Regions from separate parts of the Mus musculus genome. Here regions 1, 2, 3, 5, 6 and 7 are each linked to region 4. The links are chromatin contacts, called in public capture Hi-C and promoter capture Hi-C maps. All regions are on one chromosome and are shown on one strand. Each heading gives the region's core, a stretch centred on a gene start, on an enhancer-like site or on the middle of the called end of the contact. The rest is flanking DNA. Distances are from core to core; before and after follow the strand shown.

Region 1 (3,169 bases), core at 43-2,542, 1.1 Mb after region 4:
TTGCCAACTAATTAATCCATTAAGCCCTGATGGCTTGTCCTGAAGTAGACAAGACAAATGCACAGGAAATGGAAGCAAAGTGAGTCTCGGGCTAGAGCTCTGGCTCTCAAGCCTGGACGTCTGCATTGGAGTCCCAGTTGTATTGTCTTGCTAGTTGTGTGCCCTCATTCAAGATAAACTTCCTTGCTTGCTGCCTCATGTAATAAAAGTGACAAAAATATATAATGTACCTGATATTTACCTCATGGGGAAACTGTGCAAGTTAAGTATCTTAGTGCATATAAAGCACTCAGCACATAAGCAGCCAATATTTATCACAATGATGCTCAACTTGGGAAAGAGCTCCCTCTTGCACCACAGAATTACACTACACATTCTTAAACTGTCCCCAAAGGCACAAGTCCTCGGCCATCTCCATCCCAAAAGATAAAGAACCGCTTTTTGTTGGAGATGCTGGGAAGCGAATACAGGGCTTGTTAATGCTAGGCAAGAGCTTTACCATGAAGCTACACCCCAACTCCTGAAAGCACTTTTCCGAAGACTAGGGTCCCCGAAATCTCCATAAATAAATTCTGACCTAAGCTACGTTAAAGACTAACGTTAGTTTTTTGCTTCACGCACTTATCAAGTTAGAACCTCAAAACATTTATCAAATTAGAACCTCAAAAACCTGGGGGGGGGTTGTTTGTTTGTTTACACAAGTTTATCAGTGCAGCATTATAAACTCCAGTTACACTTTCACATTCCTGGTTTGGGGAAGCCAATCCCGAGAAAGACTAGCTATTAATCTGCCCAAGGTCAACCAAAGAATTCTGAAGGTAAGTAACGGAAACCACCTCTCTGGACCCCGCAAACCCTAGGCTATAAACCCGGACTAAGAGAGCCCCGGGAGGTGCTTTGTTGAGCTAGGTCCCGGGCCCGCCAACCTCGAAGCCTTACCTCTTTGGGGTCTCCAGATCCAGTGAGCATCTTTCGTTCGTCCTCTAGTCCCATGTCGGGAGCCGGTTTGGGATCCAACAAGCGCAACCAGAGTAGTACTCCACTTCAGGTTTAAGAAGGACTAGTAAGGGTCACTCGACGGATATCCGGCGACCTGGCCGGAAGTGCGGCATACTCCTCGTAGTCCCGAACACACGCACAAATTGGGCTGTACTACTCGCTAGCTACGAGACGTAGGGGGAGCTGCTATATACGCCTGCAAAGAATTTGCTAAGAAACATCCTTTCGGTCACTTCTTGCCCAAATGTGTTGATCTACAGTATTTTTCCAAGTAGTATTCCCTAAGATACTTGAGTCATCTGCTCCTCTGTTTGACGATCTTTTAATGTTGTTTCTGTTCTTCCCCATATCCCTTATGGAGCGGTCCTAAAAGCTGACCTCTTCAAGATGGCGGCCCGCGGGTGTCATTCTCGGGCTCGCGCACCTCCCCAAGATGGCGGCGCCCGAGGCCTGGCGCGCCCGGAGTTGCTGGTTCTGTGAGGTAGCGGCAGCAACGACCATGGAGGCCACGTCCCGGGAGGCGGCGCCAGCGAAGAGCTCGGCCTCGGGCCCCAGCGCTCCCCCCGCCCTGTTCGAGCTGTGCGGGCGGGCAGTGAGCGCCCATATGGGGGTTCTGGAGAGCGGGGTGTGGGGTAAGTCGCGGAGTGAGGGGCGACCTCCGGCAGCGAGCGGGGGCGGCCCGGCGGCCAGGGGGCGCGGGGGGCGAGGCCGAGAGGCCCGGGGCCAGGCCCAGCTGGGAGCCCCGGGAGTTCGATGGTGGAGTCGGAACAGAAATTCCGTGACTGACAGGGCGGGACGGAGTGAAGCCTGAGACCGAGGGAGCCGGTGAAGCCGAGCCGCGGCTCGCCTGGGGGGCGCGGGGGGCGAGGCCAGAAGGCCCGGTACGGGGCAGAGCTGCCAGGGCCCTAGCGACGGGGGCTGGAGTAGCAGGCCGGAGCCACAGGCTCGGAACTGACACTGGGCTGGACCGGACTGAACGGAGGATTCTCGGATCTCGAACCGACGGGGCAGGGATGGCCGGGCTGCCCCGGGGCAGGGACCGACTTTGGCAGGCCCGACCCGAGGCAAGGAGGCCAGGCCCGCAGCCACCTGCGCTGCCGGCCCGGGGCCTCCGCTGTCCGCCGGGCACACCACCGGTACCTGGACTCCGGGAGCCCCGCGGATGGGCGGGGTGGGACAGCCCAGTGGAGAGCGAGCGAGGGACCGGAGTCGCGGGGAGAAGCCGAAAAGGCTGGGAGCGCCGTGGCCTGTTTGACGGCCCGAGCGAGGGCTGAAGGGAGCGCACCGACGCCCCAGACCTCGCTGCTAAACTGAGCTGCGGGTCTGCCCGCCGAGCAGGTAGCGCCGGTGGCCTTCTGGATGGACCGGGGCGGTGGTGGAGAAGGTAGGAAAGTGAGTGGAGGGCTCCGGGAGACGCTCCGTAAGCACGGACAGGCTCGGGAGACCGGCCGGCGGGAAGGGCCGAAGAGGCCTCAGGCCGGGCAGGGGCCAGGGTATCCCGGACTGCGGAGCTAGAGTCGGGTGAGACGCGTCATGGGGAAGAGGCCTTGGGCCGAATAGGAGGGAGCCGAGGCCTTAGTTGTGAGAGCGGCCGGTACGGAGGGGCTGGACCCGGCTAGACAGTCCGCTCCGCTCCGGTGTGAGCCAAGGCCTTCTGCTCCCCGACCAGATGGCAAGGAGGCCCTGCTGGAGGAGGATACCGCAGGCCAGCGGCCTGGCAACTTAAGCGGGGAAAGGGTCCACGACGTGAAAAGTGAGAGTAGAGAGTTAAAGAGAAAGTTAGGGCCTTCAGGGGAGACAAGGGAGGGAGGCCATGGGCCTGACAGAATTGGTGCTAGTGGAGTAGGGTCAGGCTGAAGTTGGATGAGATCACAGGTCGGGCCAGACGGAAGGTGGAGGAGGAGAGGGTAACATCAGAGGAGGCTCCTGGCCTTGGAGTGTGCAGGGGATGTGCCACCGGGACTATCCAAGGTGGTGGTGACATCTTTGCCAGAAGGCAGGCCCTGGTCCGTTAAGAACTGAGAGTGAGGGTTTTGTTAAGCCCCAGGAGGTGGGTTTGCAGGATTGCTGCCCCAGAATAGGTTGTAAGGCCTTAGAGTGGCCAGCACTGCTGAGAAGGCCCAAGCGCCTTCCAGGAGGTGGGGGTGGGGGAGAAGAGATGGATAAGAAG
Region 2 (3,111 bases), core at 580-3,079, 1.1 Mb after region 4:
ATCTCTATAGAGCAAGTTTCAGGGGCAGCCAGGGATATCAGAGAAACTCTAAAGCTCTCATATGCCAAAATCCTACTTTTTTTTTTTAAACGCAGATTTTCATGTATTCCAGGCTGGCCTGAATATACTATGTAGTTAGGGAAGCACACAGAATATATTAGTACACCACCACCCCCACTTTTGGCAGGCCTGGAACCCAACATTACCATTCCTTGGTTTTGATATTCTCCTCCCACCAAGAAAACTGAAACTGTATTAATTTCTAGTGAACCTACCTGGAGGATAACAATTTTTTTAAGATTTATTTATTTATTATATGTAAGTACACTGTAGCTGTCTTCAGACACTCCAGAAGAGGGCATCAGATCTCATTACAGATGGTTGTGAGCCACCATGTGGTTGCTGGGATTTGAACTCAGGACCTTTGTAAGAGCAGTCAGTGCTCTTAACCACTGAGTCATCTCTCCAGCCCCAAGGATAACAATTTTATTAATCTTCTCCAATGCTTAGTATACTGTAAATTTTCATTAAAATTTACTTACGCGGGGCAGTAGTGGCAAACACCTTCACTTTCAACACTGGGTAGCAGAGGCAAGGGAACCTCTGTGTGAGTTCAAGGCCAGCCTGGTCTACAAACAGAGTTCCAGAACAGCCAGGGCTACACAGAGAAACACTGTTTCAAAAAAAAAACCTTAAGTGCCAGGTGTGCCTGGCACATGCCTACGACCACACACTGCATTTGGGAGACAGACCATAGTCTACAGACCTGGTGAGAAGCTCATCTCAAAAAAAAAAAAAAAAAAAAAAAAAGCTTCAAAAATGTATGAAAGGTACTTTCTCAAGATGACTATGAACCTCATTTTCCTTATTCCCCTAAACACTCACTACTGTCCCAGGCTGCCAGTCTTCATCATCTGATGATCTGTCTTCTGGTTTCCTCCTAGCCAACTGGCTGGGAGCTAAGCTCCTCCTCTGCAAGGGAGAACAGAAAGTGAGTTCCTGCAGTGATCCTGCAGCCAGGCCCCTTAAGTCAGCTTAAGGTCACACTTACCATCCTGGCCCCAGAAGCATCAAATGTCAAGTGCCCATCAGCGAAGTTAAAAGCACTCAGCAACAGAGAATGCAGGACCAGGGGATGCTATAAAAGGAAGTTGCTATATCATTGAAAATATTGTCTTAAGAGTCGGTATGAGGGGAGGGGATGCAATCAGAGGATGAGGCTTGGGTCCAAACCAGGAATGTCGGTCCCCAAGTTCCTCAAGGTCAAAATATCCAAAGCCAAGTCCAAGCGGAGCTGGGTCTAAATCTAGGATGGGAAAGAAGACAGATTGAAGTTGCAGATGAGCAAAGTGGAGTTGGAATAACGTCCCTAGCTGGGCTGCTTCCCTGAGAGTAACACCTACGAAAAAGTACAGTCTTAAGTACGAAGGCGAGACGCCTGAATTCTTAGGAGAGGGATAGAATTTACCAGAGCTGGACCGACATCAAACCTCAGTGTGAGGAAGGCAAGCAGAGACCTAGGAACGCCTTGTGGGAAGTTAAACAGGAACCCAGGAAGGACCAGTTAAAAATCCAGGTTGGGAGGAGGAGAATCTTAGAAGCTGAAGAGAGGCAAAGAGCGACTCCGGTATCTTTCCCCTTATTCTTCCTCTTCCCAAAGCGCGCGTTAAGAGCCTCCAGGCAGTGTCAATCGAACCTCCCGCCACTCTGCCACCACAGTCCCCTATTGGCTGCGTTCAGTGAACTTGACGCTCGACGATCCGGCCTAAAGGAAGGGGCGGGCCTAGGGCTGAGGCTAATAAGGGTCTTGGATTTCCGCCCAGAGGCTCAACAGACCACTAGGAGCTGTGGCTTATCCTGGTGGCAGCAACAGGCAGGTGCCAGAATTCTTACTTGCCAACGGTCCCTCTTCCTGGCTCCTGCCTTTGGCCGAAGCAGCTGAACCAAATAGATGTTTTGCACCGAAGTACTGTGCGGAGGAGTTGCTACTGGAATAGATTTCAAAAGGCAGCACATTTTTGGGAATTTGATTCAGGCTCTTTATTGTGCCAGACCTGGAGCAGAAATCTGAGCTGGAAGCAGGCAAGGCCAGTGGCCAGTCAAAAGGTGAGCGGAGGTGTTGGTGCTGCACTGCCAATTGGTCTGAGATGTCTTGAAATAAGCTAGCTGTCTTTTCCTGGGGCATAGTCACCCATTCTCTAAAAATCCGTTTTTCCTTTAAGTGATATTATTATAGTACCTCTCCTAAGGGATTATTCACAGGGTCTAATTAAAGTGAACAAAGTAGCTGCGCCTGGTAGCGCAGGCCTTTAATTATAGTACTCACTAGGCATAGGCAAGCAGATCTCTGTGAGACTAGCCTGGTCTTCATAATGAGTTCCAGGACAGCGACAGCTCTGTAGAAAGACCCTCCAAGAACGGGAAAAAAAAAAAGTGTTCAAAGTATTTAACATAGCCCCCATGTATTACCTAAGTGCTCACTAATCAAAATAGCATGCCCATTACACTTAATCACTATCTACTTAAAAGGATCTCCTTAGCTATTATAAATCATTTACTATCCTCAGATAAGGTTTATTGTCCCCATTTTGTCGTGTGTGTGTGTGTGTGTGTGTGTGTGTGTGTGTGTGTGTGTGGTGTCTTGGGGGCACTAGGAATATAGCATAGTGGTAGAACTTCGTGAGGCGGTCACTGCTGAGGTTTGTTGTTATTTGAGACAAGGTCTTGCTGTGTAACCCGGTTATCTTTAAACTTATGACCCTCTGTCATCCCCAGCCCGCCTAGCAGAAATGAGGATATACTAAAGAGATACTTATGTCCTTTCCTTGGCTTTTGGGAACAATGAACCGAAGAAATTTTAATTTCCATAGGAATATCTTGCTGGGAGACAAGAAGGCTGTGAGCAACTTAATGAAAAACAAAATCACATACACAAAAAGAACAGTTAACTTCTTTGCCATGACTATGAGGTCAGCCTGGGCTGTATAGTCAAAATCTGTCTCAAAATGGGGGGTATAAGGGATGTGTGGATGTGGATAAAAGCATGTGTCACCTAAGCCTGAGGACATGAGTTCAGTGCCCACAGCCCACACCAAGGTGAAAGGAGAGAAC
Region 3 (3,312 bases), core at 430-2,929, 1.6 Mb after region 4:
TTTTCATGTGTGTGGGTACCCTCAGTGGAAGCTTCAAGTCCTTTAATGATGAATTAGCAGTGGTTGTGAGCCACCCAACATGGGTGCTGGGGTCAAACTAGAGCCCTGGTCCTCTCTATTTTTTTATTTTATTTATTTATTTATTGGTTTTTCGAGACAGGGTTTCTCTGTAGCTTATTTATTGGTTTTTCGAGACAGGGTTTCTCTGTGTAGCTCTGGCTCTCCTGGAACTCACTTTGTAGACCAGGCTGGCCTCGAACTCAGAAATCCGCCTGCCTCCCGAATGCTGGGGTTAAAGGCATGTGCCACCATGCCCGGCTTCTCTCTATTCTTGATATTCCCTATTCTCTTTCCCTGATGTATAGTACTCCATAGCAGTTATTATTTGACATAGTAAATATTTTACTTATTTATAATTTGCCCATTGTTTTCCTTCCTCACTTGAATACATATTTCTATATCTGCCATAGCCAAACAGTTATTGACAAATAGTGCTCAACTAACCTTTGAAGATGCTCCAGAAACTTTCTGGATGAAGTGTAGCATTCTGGTTTCTGCTCAGGGTTTTGTCCAGGGAAAATGCAATTCCGATTCATATATTTTTATAGTTGAGGGGGATGGCTGAATTTGAAGCAACGCCCTATACATAAAACAAGATATCGCTTAATTGTATACATTTTATACATTTATAAGAAGTCGTTGCTGGGCAGTGGTAGTGCACGCCTTTAATCCCAGCACTTAGCATTGGGAGGCAGAGGCAGGCGGATCTCTGAGTTCAAGGCCAGCCTGGTCTACAGAGTGAGTTCCAGGACAGCCAGGGTTATACAGAGAAACCCTGTCTCAAAAAAAACCCAAAACAACAACAACAACAACAAAAAGTCAAGAAAATCTCTTCGATGAAACATAATTTATTTTGATTTATTTATGTATTTATTTGCCAAAGTGTCACATATTAAGGAAATACGTTTTGTGCTGTTTTTGTTTTCTGAAGAATAATTTTAGTTTTGGCTGTTTGGTTTAATAAAAAGAGCAATGTGAAACTGAACATTTGGATTTAGCAAACATCTCTACCACTTCTTAGGCACCAGTGCCTCATCTTTAAAACTGACAGTTATACCTTTTGTTCCCAATAATCATATATTCTCTTTAGTTATTGTGTACTCGGGGCTGTGGAATTTTTACACTATAAATGAGAGCAGCCACAAATATCGCTTTGTTGTGAATCAAGCAATGTAATTAAATGTTTTCCATATATTCTCCACCTTTTGGAATTCAGTAACCAGTGGAGCACGTGTTTTCTAATTTTGGAGGATTATAATCAGGCTGAAGCCCTGAGACAGAAGCTGATGTGGAGATTAAAAAACTAAAAGCCGTGGCCAACTCGCTCATTCCACGAAAAAAAAAAATGACCAAATGTTTTCATTTCGCCAACGCAACTACCACAAACTGGAAGCTCCTAGCTGACATTTTAGCGACACGAGCGGAATTTAGACACAAAAGGTCCTTAAGACGCGTGGGGTAACTATACATCTATATACCAATACCAATCCTTAGTGACCCCACCACCACCTCCTTCCCAAAGTGTACCCTTGACAACCCTGAAACGTACTTGCCACCATCACACGGCGCAAAAGTTGAACAAATTCAACCAGAAACACCGAAACAACACTTCCGGCAACTGGAATCACACAGCCCCCCCACTTCCTGAGTGCAGGAAAATGGGTCCGGATGGGAATTAACGGTAGCAAGTTCCGACTCTTCTCTTTCCGTTTTTGAATGCTTCCCTCCCTCAGTTATTTTACATTATTTTTAATGTGGATGTTCATGCATGTGCCCACTCAGGCGAGAGGCTTGGATTCCCCACAGTATAGGTGCTGGGAGCTGATCTGAGGTTCTCTGTAAGAGCAGTAAGTGCCTTTAACCACAGAGCTGAGGGCTAGTCTAAAATATTCTAATTGAAGTCAGCTTTCAGATACCTTACAAGTCTCTGTTATGGGATCTCTAACCAGTTTAACACACACACACACATATTCAGGAAGTAGAGTACAATTTCTGAAATAACCCCCAGTAACAGTAGTGGAAGAAGCTAGGAGGAGACTTGGAGTTGGCTGATTTGGCCTACGGAATTATTTTATTTTTTTAAAGGCAGGATTGCCTGGAACGCTTAACTTGCAAAACAACGTTGTTGAGTCGACTGGACACATCTTCCTCCGCATTTGAGTCCTTTATTACTACCACTGGGCGAGAAAGAGGTGTTGATTTTGTTTTTACCTTATTCTCTATTACCTAGAAATTACATTGAGGAATACAGAAGACTGGGGCCCAACATTCAGAATTCTATGAATCAAAGTGTGGCGTTAGGGGCATTGAGCTTGAAGGTCATCCAGGAAGTAACATTGTTGAATTTATCCTCTGTGTGATTTATTCTAAGTCTCCTCTCCCACCCCCAACCTGCCATCTGTCGACCAAAAGGAACAGCTACCAAGTACTTCGAGCGTTCTTGGCTCCTTGTGTAAAAAGCTGAAGACAAAAAGGAGAGTTCATTTACGTAGGGACTCCTTTTTGACTACTTCCTCCATTCTAAGCAGTAAAACTAACTTCCTGAAACATTCGTTTTTAGTGAGACGCTGTCCGCCAGTTTTATTACCTTCTCTGGCAAGGTTGTACGGTCCCTTCCTGTCGTGCAATAGCCAAGAGAGTGCTTATAGACTCTTTTGGGGGTTTATTAGCAAAGACTGGGCTGGAGCAGATTTCAACCCTCCATTCTGGCGGCTCCGTGACGCCTGCAATGCCCATGAACTACAACTCCCGGCAGGTAGTGCGCCCACACCGCCGCGCATGCTCTAGTCCGGAGGGGCGGGAGTATGTGTGTGTCTATGGCTTGCCTAGGACTGTAGTTTCCACGGCGCGCGCCTGTGAATGGAGGGGCAAAGGTGTACAGGGCTCGGAAAACACACTCTTCCGCTACTTGTTTGACAATTCTAGTAGTTGGCGAAGCATCTGGTTCACAATCGAGGTGTGAGAAGGTGAAGAAAGAATGGGTGGGGGAAGAACTGGTACAAATATATCCTCCCATATTCACGTGCTCCCAGGCCGGAGGACCCGGCTGGGAGCTTTAAAGGGGCGTGCTGAATTCGGCTGGTCCTCGCCCCAAGAGCGGCACAAGGAGAGGCGAAGGCTTTGCGGAAGGGAGAGTGGACCGACCGGCGTCGCGCCGAAGGGCGCCGGGGGCGGGGCGGGAAGTAACCGCTGCAGGAGCAGCCCAACGTTTCCAGAGCGAGCCGCGGGCGCCCGGGCGGGGTCACGAAAGCT
Region 4 (3,115 bases), core at 580-3,079:
CAACATGCACAATAGTTATGGGTTCAAGCCTCAGAATGGCATAAACCAGGTGTGGGGCCCACCCCTATAATCCCAACACTTGAAGGGCATAGGTAGAAAGATCTGGGTCATCCTTACTTCCATAGTTCAAGATCAACATGGACTGTATGAGACCCTGTCTCAAAACACACAAGTATTTATGCATAACATTACATATACATCCTGCTTAGAAGTCCAGTGCCAATAAAATGTTTAATTCACCATTTGCTGACACTTGAGTTCTCATGATGCTTCAGCTTCTCCGATGTTTCCTCTTGTTTTTCCTGATTTTTTTTTTTTTTTCTAAGACAGGGATCTCCAAGACAGCCTTGGCTGTCCTGGAACTAGCTCTGTAGACCACGGTGGCCTTGAACTCACAGTGGTGGGATTAACGGTGTGCACTACCACAAGCACTGGGTTTCATAACCTTTTAAGATTTATTTATGGGCTATGCATGTGTGGCAGCCAGGGATGGGTGTGCCCAAGGAGGCCAGAAGACAACTGTGATCTATCTAACCAGGATGCCGGCAACCAAGATGATCTGCAAGATCAGCAAGTGCTCTTAACCACTGAGCTATCTCTACAGCCCCAGATTTTACCTGTTAAAAGTATTTACTTAGTGTGTGGTGCTAGTCACTCAACCCAGGACCCTGCACATGCTGGGGTCCTACACTACTACTTAGCTGCATACTAGCCTCCCAGAACAGTCTCAGATATACAGAAAATAAATGAAGCACACCTCCCACGCACTTTCCTCTTTTTTTTTTTAACATCTTATATAAGTATGTACATTTGTTTCTATTAACCCAACATTGATACATTATTAATTTAAAGTCTTTTATGTATTTAGATTTTTACCTGCCTTTTAAAAAATACACAAAGTTTAATGTAACATGAACTAATCCTAAGAACACGTTTGCTACCTTCCCCTAACACTATAGACGTGCTTCCTTTTTAATTTAAGTCTTTTCTTGTTTTGTTTTAATTACAACGAATGCCTGATCATCTCAAAGATCTCCAACATGGACCTCTGGCAGCACGCACACATAAATCACACACCACAACTGTCCCCAATATCAGCACTGGAAATAAGTATAAATAGCCACCAGTATTTTCTGTTCAACGAGAAGGAATTTCCCAAAATTGGTAAGATCGATCATATTTTAGAAACAACTTAAAGCAAATTTAACCTCCTCTATCTCTGATCATCTAAGGGCTTGAAAACTTTTTTTCTCCTGAGACAGGGTCTCATGCAGACCAAGTTGGTCTTTGATTTGCTTCGTAGCTTAGAAGACCTCTCTGCCTCCACCCACCTCTTCAAAGCTGGGACTAAGGCGGCGCACCACCACACTCGACTCTAGTCTTTTGAGACAGGGTCTCTAAATAATTCCAGCTTGTCTCTAACTCGTGGCGAGCCTCCTGTCTCAGCACCTGCCTCGGAAGAGCGCAGGAATTACAGGGGAGAACCAAGCTTGGCTAAGTGGATCCCAGCAGTCAGACCACAATCTGTGCAGGAAGCACTTCCAGCAAACCAGCCGGGATTTCTTTTTTTAACTGCGCATGCGTTTGGCCAATGCCAGCCAAACCGGAACTTAACCGTTGACCAAATGAAGGTTTAAATCCTCTGAGTAGTGACACAGAGCTGCGATGGCGCCCTCGGTTCTTTAAAGAACCTTGGGATAGGGCGAGCGCTAATCCCAGGCTGGGCTCCGATTGGTCGTCACAGCAGTCTGCAGTTGAGACGTTGCGTGACGACCGTGGTACCGCCCCTGCAGCGGGACTGGCCGGGCTTCTGGCCAATCAGCAGGCGCGGCGCGCCCTTTGGTTCCCTCCAGCGAGCGCTTGCCGCCTCGGTTCCCGCGACCCCAACGTCCCAGAGGCGGGGCCGCAGTCATCTGAGACGCTACCTGGATCCTGACTCTGCGTGCCCAACAAACGGGCCCAACAACCAAACCCTAGCTTGGCGGCGGCCGTGACAACAGCGACGGTGGATCTTTGAGCTCCTGATTCCCCGAGGCGCCCTACGGGCCCGGGAAGCACGGTGAGTAACAAGCGGCCTGTAAGGTCGGAGTTAGCGCGGTGGAACCGATGACCACAGGGCCGCCAGGGGAGAAAGAAGGCGGACCTCACTGCTAAAAAATGGGAAAGAAGTTTACATTGTGACGTGCCTCAGATTGACTTCACTGTAGAAATTTCTTGGAGACTGAAACCCTGATCCTTGCTTTTTTGCATTCTTTCTATCTGACCCAGACTGTGTAAGGAATCTATTACGTGTTTATAGTCCGTGGTCTACAGGAAGTAGACCTATGTCAAAAGTGAGGCGTGGACGTACAGTGTCTGAACACAAAGACAGTGATGTCACCCTGAGAGATTGCACATTCGTGTTGGGGGTTGGATGATAGGATTTAGTAGGAAATTCCAAAGGAAGGGGAGGACAGCCTGTGTAGTCCTATCGACTGCTGATAGTCGAGTTAGGACTGGAGGATGAGTGACCGGGGTTATGGTTGCAGTAATTGGGTAGGACCTTAATATGAAGGGTTTTTATTTTATATATGAAGAAAAGCTATTGACTTTCTAGTCAGGGGAAAAACTTGTACATAAACCCATTTGTGTCTGCACTGGAGGGACTTGTCAGTAAATCTGGCTGGGCTGAGGAGGACAGCTAAGGTGGGAGGCCAGAAAGAACTTTCTATGGGTAAGAGGGAGAAGAGGTGAGGGTGACTTGATGGTCCTCATTTGCTGCACAATGAAGACATTCCCTGAGCAGACTATTTTTGTTAGGTACAGGTTTGTACAGCTTTGGCTCCATTAGCTTTATAAGTAATACTATCAAGATGAGCTAGTTATCAAATCTCATTTGGTGGCTTTCAGATGAGAAAGACCTAATGCATGAAAGGAGAGACAGGCACTTAAGTCATTCCTGTTGGTGAGGAAAACTTATACTTTGTGGGGGTAGAGTTATCAGTGTGATTACTGATACCATGGCAGTCAACTGCTAAAGAAAGGCTTCTTTTAAAACAAGCAAACAAACAAACAAGAAAAACAAGCCTGTATTTCAAGAAGTTTCATATCTCTGGGATAAGTTTTAATTGATCCT
Region 5 (3,209 bases), core at 501-3,000, 1.1 Mb after region 4:
GCTACACACTGGTTGTTCAGGGGAGATGGGAAATACGGGGAAGGATTAGGACACTGAGGAAGAGGTGGTCCTGTGGTGCAGGAAGGACCAGAAATTATAGTACCTGGGGTTAGTAAGAGGTAAGAGTTCCCCCCAGGCTCCCACAGAAAGGACCCTACACAGGGCTTCTGGAGAGCCTGAGGCAGGGATGAGCTAGGAGAACCAGCACTCTCAGGTGGTAGGTTGATAACACAGAAAGGACTCCTAGGGGCAGATATCTGGGAATCTGGGCATAAATGGGAATAATGAATACAGCCCTCTTGAGGTGAGATGGGAGAGCCAGACATGCCTGCCTGAGAAGAAAGTGGAGGGCCACAGCCATTTTTCCCAAGAGGTACATCAAGCTGTGGTTTAGGTTCACAAGAGTTTGGAGGCATAGGGTTGTCGTGGTAAGGGTTGCCAGAGGGTGGGGAAGATGCTGAAGAAAGGGGAGGATCATTGTAACTTCTTCTAGAGGGACAGTGGGGCCCTCGGTGAGAAATGGATGCAGGGGTTAGAGGTCTAGTTTCCACAGATCGGTGAGCAAGGGGAGGTGAAATTGCAAGGCCAGGTCTCAGGGGCCGATGGGTAAGAAGAGGTGAAATGATGGAGTAATTTCCCTGGGACCCTGGCATAAGGGGAGTCGAAATCACCGGGCCTGTCTCCAAGGTTATATGAGTAAGTTCAGGGGAAGTTACTGGGCTGGCTCTAGGGGCCTGATGAATGAGAGGTGGGGAAGTCACATAACAAAGACGCGGACTTGGAGGGCATGAACGCTGAGATTCTGGGGAATCAATATAGTTGCAACATAGGTTCCGCTGATGAGGAGAGGGTGACCCCTGAAGGCTGAATCGGTCAAAACAAGGAGAGGATGAACCAGCTGGCTCTTGTCTGTACAGCCTTCCTAGGAGTGGAGAAAAGGGTTCAAAGGGGCACCTCTCCGGTGGGGGTGGGGAGGAGAGGACTGGGGGCGGAGGGGGCGGGGTGGGGATCCGTCGAGGTAAGCACGGAGAAGAAATGGTGAGGCAAGAGAAAGGTTCTCTAGAGTAAGGGGGGTTGGTGAATCTGTTGCCTGCATTTGGAGAAAGGCCAGCATTACAGGAAAGGTGGTCGTTGAAGTCTTTCCCGGGCGCCACAGGCACCTCGAGAGTGAGAACAGGGGTGAATCCTTTCCTGCAGGACGACGGAGACTCAGGAGGGAAGGAGTAGTTGTTAGGGCAGTCTGCTTGAGGTGAAGTTGAAGGGGCTGAAATTTTAAGGAGGAAAGGAGGGGAAGAGTTCATGGGACTGGAGGGGAAGGGTAAGAGGGAGGAAAGAAAAGGAAAAAGAAGGGTGGGAAGGGCAAGATAAAAGTAAGCAAGAAAAAGTAACATGAGGCGATGTAACGTCACCGAATGAAAGCTCAGGCCGTGACTTAACAGAGAGGGGCGGAGTCAGGGGGCTGCTTACGCAACAGGAAGAGGCTTGTGGTTAATAAAAGGACAGGCAGGCGTGAGACAAGAGCTCCAAGAAGGTTACGGTCCCTGGAGTTCATGTCCCGAATGCAACTGTGAGTGACGGGAAACGCAAGGGCTGGATAAGTCTCCCTCTAATGTCAGACCTTACCCATTTCTTCTTATATCGATATCTCCGCGGGACCGGCGTGAAGTCCACGAGCTTCAGCAGCTTCCGAACACATCTTAAGACGGGCGCAGCCATGTCAACTAACAACGCCAATAATTCCGACTGAAACTGCAGCTGCGCTCTCGCGGGTTCCGGGAAGGATTGAGGGCTGCTTAGAATATCAGCGGCAGACAGGGCGGGGCTAGGCTTGCGGCGCCCCCAGGGCTCCGCCTACCTCCACACCCCACCCACCAGAATCCTCGGGGCGCACACGAAGCGGTGGCTGTGCTAGAGCATCTAAAGGAGCTCCTAGGAAGTTGCAGGGAAGGCCTTCTGGGCTCAACCTGCATGGAGAAAGCTGCCGAGGTAGAACGAAATTAGAGCAGACTATAGACAGAAGCGGAATTGCTAGGAAGCCATAGAAGCCAGTTTCAAGATCTTCCTTTTAGACGGTTCTTTTCAAGACTCGGTACCTAATTTTGTGTTCTTTCTGAGACTATCAAATTGACTACGCCGCTTAGGATCCAAGAAGAAAGGGGGTGATCACTATTTTTAGAAATGATCGTTTGGCTGAGCAGAGTGGCATATGTCTTTATTCCAGCACTTGGAAGGCAGAAGCAGACGGATCTCTGTGAGTTCCAGGCCAAGCTTGGTTTTCATAGCTACAGGTCAGACAGCTTTTCTGTAACCTTACATTTATTCTTATAATGTATTGCCACCCACCATATAGTATAATCAGCTAAGTCGTAATTTTTTAAAAATGTTAAGTATGTCAAACTGATCTCTGGAAGTTGTGGGGCAGCCAACGTCTTTGAATTAGTGAGCTCCAGATTCCATGAGACCATCTGAAGACGTGTGGTGTTGACCTGCAGCTGCCATTCATAGACCATATGCACATATGCATGAACATATACAAACATATAACACACTCTTTTCTTTTCCTTTTGATTTTTGAGACAAGATCTCACTACATAGTCGTGGCTGGCCTATAACTCTCTATGTACACCAGGCTAGCCTGGAAATTATACCTGCTTGCTTCCGTCTCCCAAGGGCTGGGATTAAAAGGGTGTGCCCAAACTGTAACTCATACAAATATAGAATGAGCACCTGCCAAAAATTGTACTCATCATCCAAGTCACATACGTATCTGTCATTATCTTTTTTTTTTTTTTTTTTTTTTTTTTTTGGTTTTTCGAGACAGGATTTCTCTGTATAGCCTTGGCTGTCCTGGAACTCACTTTATAGACCAGGCTAGCCTCGAACTCAGAAATCTGCCTGCCTCTGCCTCCCAAGCGCTGGGATTAAAGGCATGCGCCACCACCGACTGGCTATCTGTCATTATCTTAAACAATAAAAGTAAAATAAGACTTAAACAAGTGAGAATTTGAGTTTCAAAATTTTAGTGAGCCAAATGAGGCCACGATGGCACATGTCCTTTTGTTTCTTTTTTTTTTTAAGAATTTTTTTTTTAAGATTTATTTATTATTATATGTAAGTACACTGTAGCTGTCTTCAGACACTCCAGAAGAGGGAGTCAGATCTCATTACAGATAGTTGTGAGCCACCATGTGGTTGCTGGGATTTGAACT
Region 6 (3,342 bases), core at 507-3,006, 1.6 Mb after region 4:
GAAACGTCATCTAAAACATAAACCTATAGAAAAACCAATCAAATATCTCACAGACACCTTTACTTTTACCCAAGGCAAAACTTGGTTAAAAAAAAAAAAAATGCTCAAGGGACAGAAAAAAATAGAATCCAGGACCTAAAAAAGGCAAGGTAAACTGGAAAATCGAACCTGTATGGAAAATAACTTCTTTCCTCGAACTGATGAATGCTTCTGTGCATATGGGAGAGATCAAGTTAGATTAGCACTTTAAAGCTCTCAAATCAAGCATTCCTCCTTTGGGGTCCTTTCGCTTAGCAAACTCATCTAGCAAGTAAACACTAGACTGATAGCTACATACAGCCTTTACCGAAGACACTACGCAAGTAAAGTGTCCCTTGAAGCAACAAAATCCCCGTCCCACATACCGAAAACCTAACGAATCAAGACACTTCTCCGCAAAGGTTAAGAGTTACAAAGCTTCAGTCCCGTAGCCACCCTCAAGATTACTGTAAACCTGGTAGTGAGTATATAATAAAATTCATTGCGCCCCACCGACCCGGCAAAAGCAGCATCCACTCCAAACAATGGAGTTTTCCCGCCTCCTACAGGCCCCGCCCACTCCTAAGAGCCAAAACTACGACGATCAGCGTGCAAAGCCCCGCCCTCTGAGAGGCCCCACCCACCCGCGTCCCCTGTTCCAAGCCTCCATCCTCGTGTGGGTTTTTTTTTTTTTTTTTTTTTTTTGGCGCCAAATCTGTTGGCCAATTTCTCGGTACGTCTACAGACTCTCTACAGAGACGCACCCTAGGAGTGCGCGATCAGGAGGGGCTCAAGGACCGACTGGAGCCGGGCCCCGCCTACCTACCGGCAACCTCGGGCAAGGGGTGGAAAAAAGGGGCCGGCGATGGAGCCAGCCACCGCTGCCCCCGGCAAGATGGCGGCCGTGAAAAGCCGGGCAGGGGGCGCCAGCCACCCGCCGTTACCGCTGGCGCGCCAGCTCTTCGCAAGTAGGGCTTCTCCACAGAGCAACCCTCTCCGCACGGCCGCCGTTGTTCCGGGGAAGGCAGCTGTCCCACCCACCAGCCCGTCCCGCCCGGGAAGCCAAGTCCCCGGACTCTCCCTGAGGACTGGCCTCAAGCTCGCCACAGTCCCGCTTACTTGTCAGCGGAAACCAGCTCCGCGGCGATGGCAGCAGCGGCTGTAGACTCTGTGGCCATCGTTCCCCTGAGGTGGTGGGCCAGTGGGCAGAACACTGCCTGCGAAGAAAACCAGAGAATTCCGGACAGCAGAGACTCACTCAGGTAGAGAAAATGGCAGATTGGAGACCCCGCGCGGTTGAGGCCCTCTTATATACCAGGTCCCTTGTCCCGCCCATCCACTTCCGGATCCTCCCCCCTCGGATTTAAAGGACTAGGACTCAACACCTTTCTGTCACAAGGACACAGCCCTGTATCCCTTCCCGTTTGGGTATCTTCCCGCCCTAGCCCGTTTTTCCTTAAAAAAAGAAAAAAAGAAAAAGAAAGTAAGATAGAAAGGAAAAAGAAAACAAAAATCAAACAATTTCCTGCTTCTGTGGCTAGTCGTGATAGAAGCAAAATCTCAGTACTACAACTTCTGAATGGGAGCCAGCCTAGAGATTCCACAATTAAGTGGAGCCAGTGAGTCTCTGCGACTGTGGAAAAAGTAGTCCCGAAGGTGTCTTTCTGACGGGGATACCCGAGAAGGTGACAGGTATTCCCTATGTCCTCTCAGTCTTAACGGATGGAAACGCAAGAGCTGAGCACGAGTACAGCAGCAACGGCTAGAACTGACCAGACAGACGCGTGGCTCTGGGCCTCAGCAACTACTGACGAAACAAGATGCTGCTCTAGGATTGGCTACAGATAAAACTATCGCGCTTGATTCAAAACTCTTAGAGGGGCAAAGGGATGCGGGTGTTTAGATCCACCGCCTTTGACTGATCCAATCCGTTGCTGCCATCATCTTACTTTACCCACGTCCAAGTTGTTAAGTTAAATCCTGTACTTAAAACACTTTAAATATTTTAGCTGTCTCTCTTTTTTTTTCTTTCATATATATTAGGTAGGGACTTACAGTCTATCCCTGGCTAGCCTGAAACTTGCTATTTAGACCCACTGATCTCTAACCCACAGACATCTGCCTGCCTGTGATTGCGAGGGCTGGGATTACAGGTGAGCAGCACCACACACGCCTTCTTTTACAACCTTTTGTAACTCCAGTTCAAGGGCATTCAATCAATGCCTTCCTGTGACCACCAGAGCCACTAGGCACACACATGGTACACATTTATGTATGCAGATACACTCATACACATTAAATAAAAGTAAATGTGGCTGGAAAATTCGCTAGGAGGTTAGGAGCACTTGTTATTCTTGCAAAGGATCCTGTTTCAATTCCCAGCACCCACAAGGCGCCTCACCACTTCGTTAAGCTCCAGGCATGCATATGGTGCACAGACATGGATGTAGGTAAAGCATTTATTCACACAAAATGAAAAAAAAAAAAAAGAACTAAAAATGGATAAATAGAAATAAGTGGGTTCCTTTAAAAAATAACTTGGGGGGGGCTGGTGAGATGGCTCAGTGGGTAAGAGCACCCGACTGCTCTTCCAAAGGTCTGAAGTTCAAATCCCAGCAACCACATGGTGGCTCACAACCATCTGTAACAAGATCTGACGCCCTCTTCTGGAGTGTCTGAAGACAGCTACAGTGTACTTACATATAATAAATAAATAAATCTTAAAAAAAAAATAACTTGGGTATGATGGCACACACCTTTATAATTTATTTAGTTGTATTTCATGTACATTGGTATCTTGTCTGCATGTATGTCTGTGTAAGGGTGTCTGAACCCTTGGAACAAGAACTACAGATAGTTTGTTCCTCTCCAAGAATAGCCAGTGCTCTTTAACCGGTGAGCCATCTCTCCAGTCCTAGCACACACCTTTAATCTCAGCACTCAGGAGGCAGACTGGTCTCCCTGGATTTGAACCCAGAATGTTTTACAGAGCTAGTTCTAAGACAGCACACCTGTTTCAGCACTCCAAAGGCAGAAGCTGTTGAGGCAACCTAATCTATGTAAGGAATTCCAACACAGCCAAGGCTTCATAGTGAGATCTTGTTTCCAAAAAAAAAAAAAAATTTTGTCCGGCAGTGGTGGCACATGCCTTTAGTCCCAGCACTTGGGAGTTCGAAGCCAGCCTGGTCTACAGAGTGAGTTCCAGGACAGCCAGGGCCACACAGAGAAACCCCTGTCTCAGAAAAACAAAACAAAACAACAACAACAAAAAAAAACCCACAAACTTTGATCTTTTAAATTATGTATACAAATATAGATTTGTGA
Region 7 (3,340 bases), core at 360-2,859, 1.2 Mb after region 4:
AAAACCAAACAAAAACAAACAAACAAAAAAACAAAACAAGAAAGGCAGAACCCTTTAGGAGGTAGAGGATTAAAAGTGGAGACCCTTCTAGAGGCCAGTCAATACACAGAGCTACTGAGGATAGGTTTTGCTCAAGCTTAAATCAGGTTGTCAACTCAAACACAATGGGCTTTGTTACTCCAGTGTAAAGAGGAAACAGCCGTTTTGGCCTCCTCAGACTGTATTGTATGGCAGGATGGCAATTCTAGGCACAGGTTAGCTATTCAGGGTTCCCCAGCAAGTTAATTAGCTGTTTCTGAAATGCATGAAAATGTTCAGCATTTTTTCTGAAGCAAGTCTCAGAACTTTAAGCTTGGAAGGAGGGACCTGTGTGTTAGGAAGTGGGAAACAGAAAAGCGCCTTTTTGGTAGGGGAATGCAACACCTGTGACTTACCACAGAAAACACACAGACACTGTAATTTAAAAAATCTATTTAATTCTTATTTCTTTATTTTCTGATTTGAGTACTAGAACTGGAGGGCTCGATGAGATGCCTCACTCTTTGCTTGAGCGTAACTATGGGTTCTAAAGTCCTTCAGTGTGAAGCGGAGTAGCGGGGGGGGGGGGGGATGACTCCCCAAGGAACATTCAAGGTTCAGGTACCCTCAGGGAGTGTGTGTGTGGGGGGGGTGGGGTGGGGGACGATGGGGATCTTGTCTGGACAGAGAGTCCTGCAAGTGGGCTTGGCGACCTTTGCTGTATCTGATGATTTAACACCGGGGTAGGGGAGGGCGAACGCAGCAAGGTGAAGAGGTTTGTGAGGAGGAACTCTGCCCAGAGACTTCCAATGGAGCAGAAGAGTGTGCGCCCCGCCAAGTGACAGCACGCCCCGCTGCCGCCGCTCCCCTCCCCCCGCAGCTAGTCTCCAGGCAGAAGAGTCTCGCGCCAGCCCGTTCTCCCCCTCGTCACTCGTCCGGGAGGACCGAGCCACAGCGGGAAGCCCCGCCAGTCTCCGGGCAGCTTGAGCCCCCGAGCGCTCGCCCAGCCTGTCAGTAACCGCCGTTTGCGCCTTCTTTCTTTCTCCACACCCCCTCTTCTTCCTCCTCTTTTCTTTTCCCCTCTGCCTTTGTCCCGCTTAGTAACTGAGGTCCGACCAATCGCCGCCTTACCGGCCGGCGCCGGCTATCTCCTGATTGGCTCGCTTGGGGCGCGCAGCCGTCTCCGCTCCTCAGCTGGAGCAGGGCAGACAAAAGACGCAGGCTCGGGCTCCGGCAACCGGGCTCAGCCAATCACCATCCGCCCCCCACTCTTGGAGGAGCTCGCGTGCGCCCGGCTCCGACTCCTGGCGAGCGGCCAGCGCCCGGACTGTACCATTCTGAGCGAGGCTAGGGGGTAATGGCAAAGTCTGATTAAAGTGTCGAGTCTCGCAGGCTGACGGGGAGAGTTAAAAGTCGAAGCGGAGGGTGGTGGCAGTCTTCATTTCTTAGGCACTTGACAATCTTTGCAGTTAAGGTGCAAAGGAGTGGAAAGGACAGTCGAGCTACCGGCTCTTCCTCCTGTCCTGCCCGGTTGGTTGGCGCCTCAGCGGGGGTGGCAAGGGGGGAGGGCGGGGGAGGAGGTCCCCTCAGCGCAGTTAAAATGAAACTCTAGTGGTTGGAGCCAGGGCAGAGCGTGAGGGGAGCCGGCGCTGTCGTGGTTACCTTTACTACTCGGGCACAGTCGAGCTGACTGGACTCTCCAAGGGGTCGCCATCCCGAAGCTGCGGAAGCTTGGGTTCCCAGCCTGACGCGAATAGAGCCCGAGTCCCAATCCCAGAGGGAATCGCTCTCCGCAGACCAGTGGGACCCCGAAACTTGAACGCAAACCCCCTTTTCAAGCCTTTGTCACTTCCCCAGCTTTCTCCCAACGCGTTCTTTTTTCCCCCTTCCTCTCCATTCTCTCTTCTCCGAAGGACACAAAAGTGGCTTCCGCTGAAAGATTAGGAGGCGGTGGGAGCTTTTCCCTTTGGAGAGCGATTGTGTAGGAAGGATTTTCGGGAAGCTGCTTTTTAACACCACTGCTCTTTGCTTTCCGAGCTTCCCTGTAACCCTCTGAGGTAAAAACCCCGTAGCTTGAAAGTTCGGGGTATTTTGTTGGGTGCTTTAGGAGGAGAGAAGAGGAGGACCTTGTCCTCATCCTAGTAGTTTGGCTGGACTTGTACTGGCCGTTGGAAACCCCCAAGTACATTTCCGTGTGGAACTTTTGCAAATATATATTTAGATTTTAAATATCAGATAAAAGATATATATGCTTTTTATATATTTCCCGACGACCTGCCCCTGACAGCGCGATGTACAATACGGTGTGGAGTATGGACCGCGATGACGCAGACTGGAGGGAGGTGATGATGCCCTATTCGACAGAACTGATATTTTATATTGAAATGGATCCTCCAGGTATTTGAGAGCAAACTTGTTATTTTTATTATTTTTTAAAATTTTTGGATGGGTCTGATTTGTGCTTAACAAAACCCCGGTGACGTTTTCAGGCCAGAAGTATTCTTGGGTGCGCCAGGTTCGGGATGAGGGGTAGATTGCAGTTATAGCTGCAGTAAAACTGCTCTGGCTTACACCTTTAAAGTTTGCAGTTAGGACCCTGATCCCATTGTCCTGAGGGGGTGGGGGCGGGGGGACTGGAGTGGGAGGAAAGACCCGTTTTGGTTTGGCCTTTGCATGTCATTCAGGGTTTTGACGGCCCTCCACTTTTTTTTTTTTTTTTAATCAAGATTTCTGCTGGCAAGGGATGTATTATAATCCATGCTTGAAGAATTTCCCTTTGTGGCGATTCCTTAAAGCTTATACTTTAGTGCAGTTATCTGCTATGGTTCGTTGTTATTTTACCTTGGTTAACTTTAGAAACTGAGTTGCCTTTGTGATTATTCATTTTGAGACTCCGTGCTTCTCTCATAGAAACCAAATGCCGGTTAGTGATTTTCAGGGATTGTGCGTTCTTATTCATTCATGGCCTTAGTCTGAGGCTTTTTTTCTCCTATGCATATAGTTTCTTAGGTCTGCATGTAGTATTTTACTACTCGTTAATTAATTTATGGTGATTTAACTTAATTTGGGGGGTAGAATTGATATAATTTCGACTCTTAAAAATAAAGAATCTTTCTCTTTCCCGTGAATGGGATATATACATATCTGTGATAGGTTTCTATATATGTACATGTGAATTGTACATATAAATATATTTTTATTTGAGGACTTTGAGGCCACTAGAGTTATTTTGTGTTTCTCACAGTGAAGGAGAAAACAAAACAAAACAAAGTTTTTTTGTTCTTTAAAGTGTGCCTCATTTTATGGTTATTATAGCTGTCAG

What was found. Promoter capture Hi-C pulls out the DNA fragments that hold promoters and counts their contacts. Capture Hi-C pulls out chosen DNA fragments and counts their contacts.
Region 1: a contact with region 4 is called in a promoter capture Hi-C map of hematopoietic stem and progenitor cells. The contact joins the promoter of Lrrc41 here to the promoter of Stil in region 4. A contact is called at or near these places in 9 of 39 promoter capture datasets (the HPC-7 cell line, cranial neural crest, erythroid cells and 6 more), 4 of 115 datasets of contacts at active chromatin or transcription factors (embryonic stem cells, epiblast stem cells, extraembryonic endoderm stem cells and 1 more) and 3 of 9 other capture datasets (adipose tissue, embryonic stem cells and liver).
Region 2: a contact with region 4 is called in a promoter capture Hi-C map of pre-B cells. The contact joins the promoter of 2510003B16Rik here to the promoter of Stil in region 4. A contact is called at or near these places in 2 of 39 promoter capture datasets (cranial neural crest and pre-B cells), 1 of 484 Hi-C or Micro-C datasets (B cells) and 1 of 115 datasets of contacts at active chromatin or transcription factors (embryonic stem cells).
Region 3: a contact with region 4 is called in a promoter capture Hi-C map of pre-B cells. The contact joins the promoter of Tmem69 here to the promoter of Stil in region 4. A contact is called at or near these places in 3 of 39 promoter capture datasets (cranial neural crest, neutrophils and pre-B cells).
Region 5: a promoter capture Hi-C map of pre-B cells shows a contact between it and region 4, with 2.8 times the contacts expected there. The contact joins the promoter of Nsun4 here to the promoter of Stil in region 4. A contact is called at or near these places in 9 of 39 promoter capture datasets (3T3-L1-derived adipocytes, the C10 cell line, the HPC-7 cell line and 5 more), 1 of 484 Hi-C or Micro-C datasets (B cells), 2 of 115 datasets of contacts at active chromatin or transcription factors (extraembryonic endoderm stem cells and stem cell-derived neural progenitor cells) and 1 of 9 other capture datasets (adipose tissue).
Region 6: a capture Hi-C map of macrophages shows a contact between it and region 4, with 6 times the contacts expected there. The contact joins the promoter of Nasp here to the promoter of Stil in region 4. A contact is called at or near these places in 1 of 39 promoter capture datasets (cranial neural crest) and 1 of 9 other capture datasets (macrophages).
Region 7: a promoter capture Hi-C map of pre-B cells shows a contact between it and region 4, with 3 times the contacts expected there. The contact joins the promoter of Pik3r3 here to the promoter of Stil in region 4. A contact is called at or near these places in 2 of 39 promoter capture datasets (cranial neural crest and pre-B cells).

What each region holds. Positions count from the first base shown.
Region 1 is chr4:116,073,977-116,077,145 of GRCm38.p6, forward strand. It overlaps Lrrc41 (leucine rich repeat containing 41), which reads left to right and starts at 1,293. Exons shown (of 10, transcript NM_153521.2): 1 at 1,293-1,631. The coding sequence starts at 1,433. It overlaps Uqcrh (ubiquinol-cytochrome c reductase hinge protein), which reads right to left and starts at 1,094. Exons shown (of 4, transcript NM_025641.3): 1 at 940-1,094. The coding sequence starts at 993.
Region 2 is chr4:116,122,011-116,125,121 of GRCm38.p6, forward strand. It overlaps 2510003B16Rik (RIKEN cDNA 2510003B16 gene), which reads left to right and starts at 1,830. Exons shown (of 3, transcript NR_131048.1): 1 at 1,830-2,106. Rad54l (RAD54 like (S. cerevisiae)) reads right to left here and starts at 1,679. Exons shown (of 18, transcript NM_009015.3): 1 at 1,052-1,679; 2 at 886-972. The coding sequence starts at 1,054.
Region 3 is chr4:116,554,264-116,557,575 of GRCm38.p6, forward strand. It overlaps Tmem69 (transmembrane protein 69), which reads right to left and starts at 1,680. Exons shown (of 3, transcript NM_177670.4): 1 at 1,610-1,680; 2 at 505-640. The coding sequence starts at 546. It also overlaps a transcript of Gpbp1l1 not described here.
Region 4 is chr4:114,998,289-115,001,403 of GRCm38.p6, forward strand. Stil (Scl/Tal1 interrupting locus) reads left to right here and starts at 1,830. Exons shown (of 17, transcript NM_009185.3): 1 at 1,830-2,059.
Region 5 is chr4:116,052,061-116,055,269 of GRCm38.p6, forward strand. It overlaps Nsun4 (NOL1/NOP2/Sun domain family, member 4), which reads right to left and starts at 1,751. Exons shown (of 6, transcript NM_028142.5): 1 at 1,624-1,751. The coding sequence starts at 1,716.
Region 6 is chr4:116,626,195-116,629,536 of GRCm38.p6, forward strand. Nasp (nuclear autoantigenic sperm protein (histone-binding)) reads right to left here and starts at 1,757. Exons shown (of 16, transcript NM_016777.3): 1 at 1,696-1,757; 2 at 1,138-1,235. The coding sequence starts at 1,196.
Region 7 is chr4:116,219,999-116,223,338 of GRCm38.p6, forward strand. It overlaps Pik3r3 (phosphoinositide-3-kinase regulatory subunit 3), which reads left to right and starts at 1,610. Exons shown (of 10, transcript NM_181585.6): 1 at 1,610-2,415. The coding sequence starts at 2,310.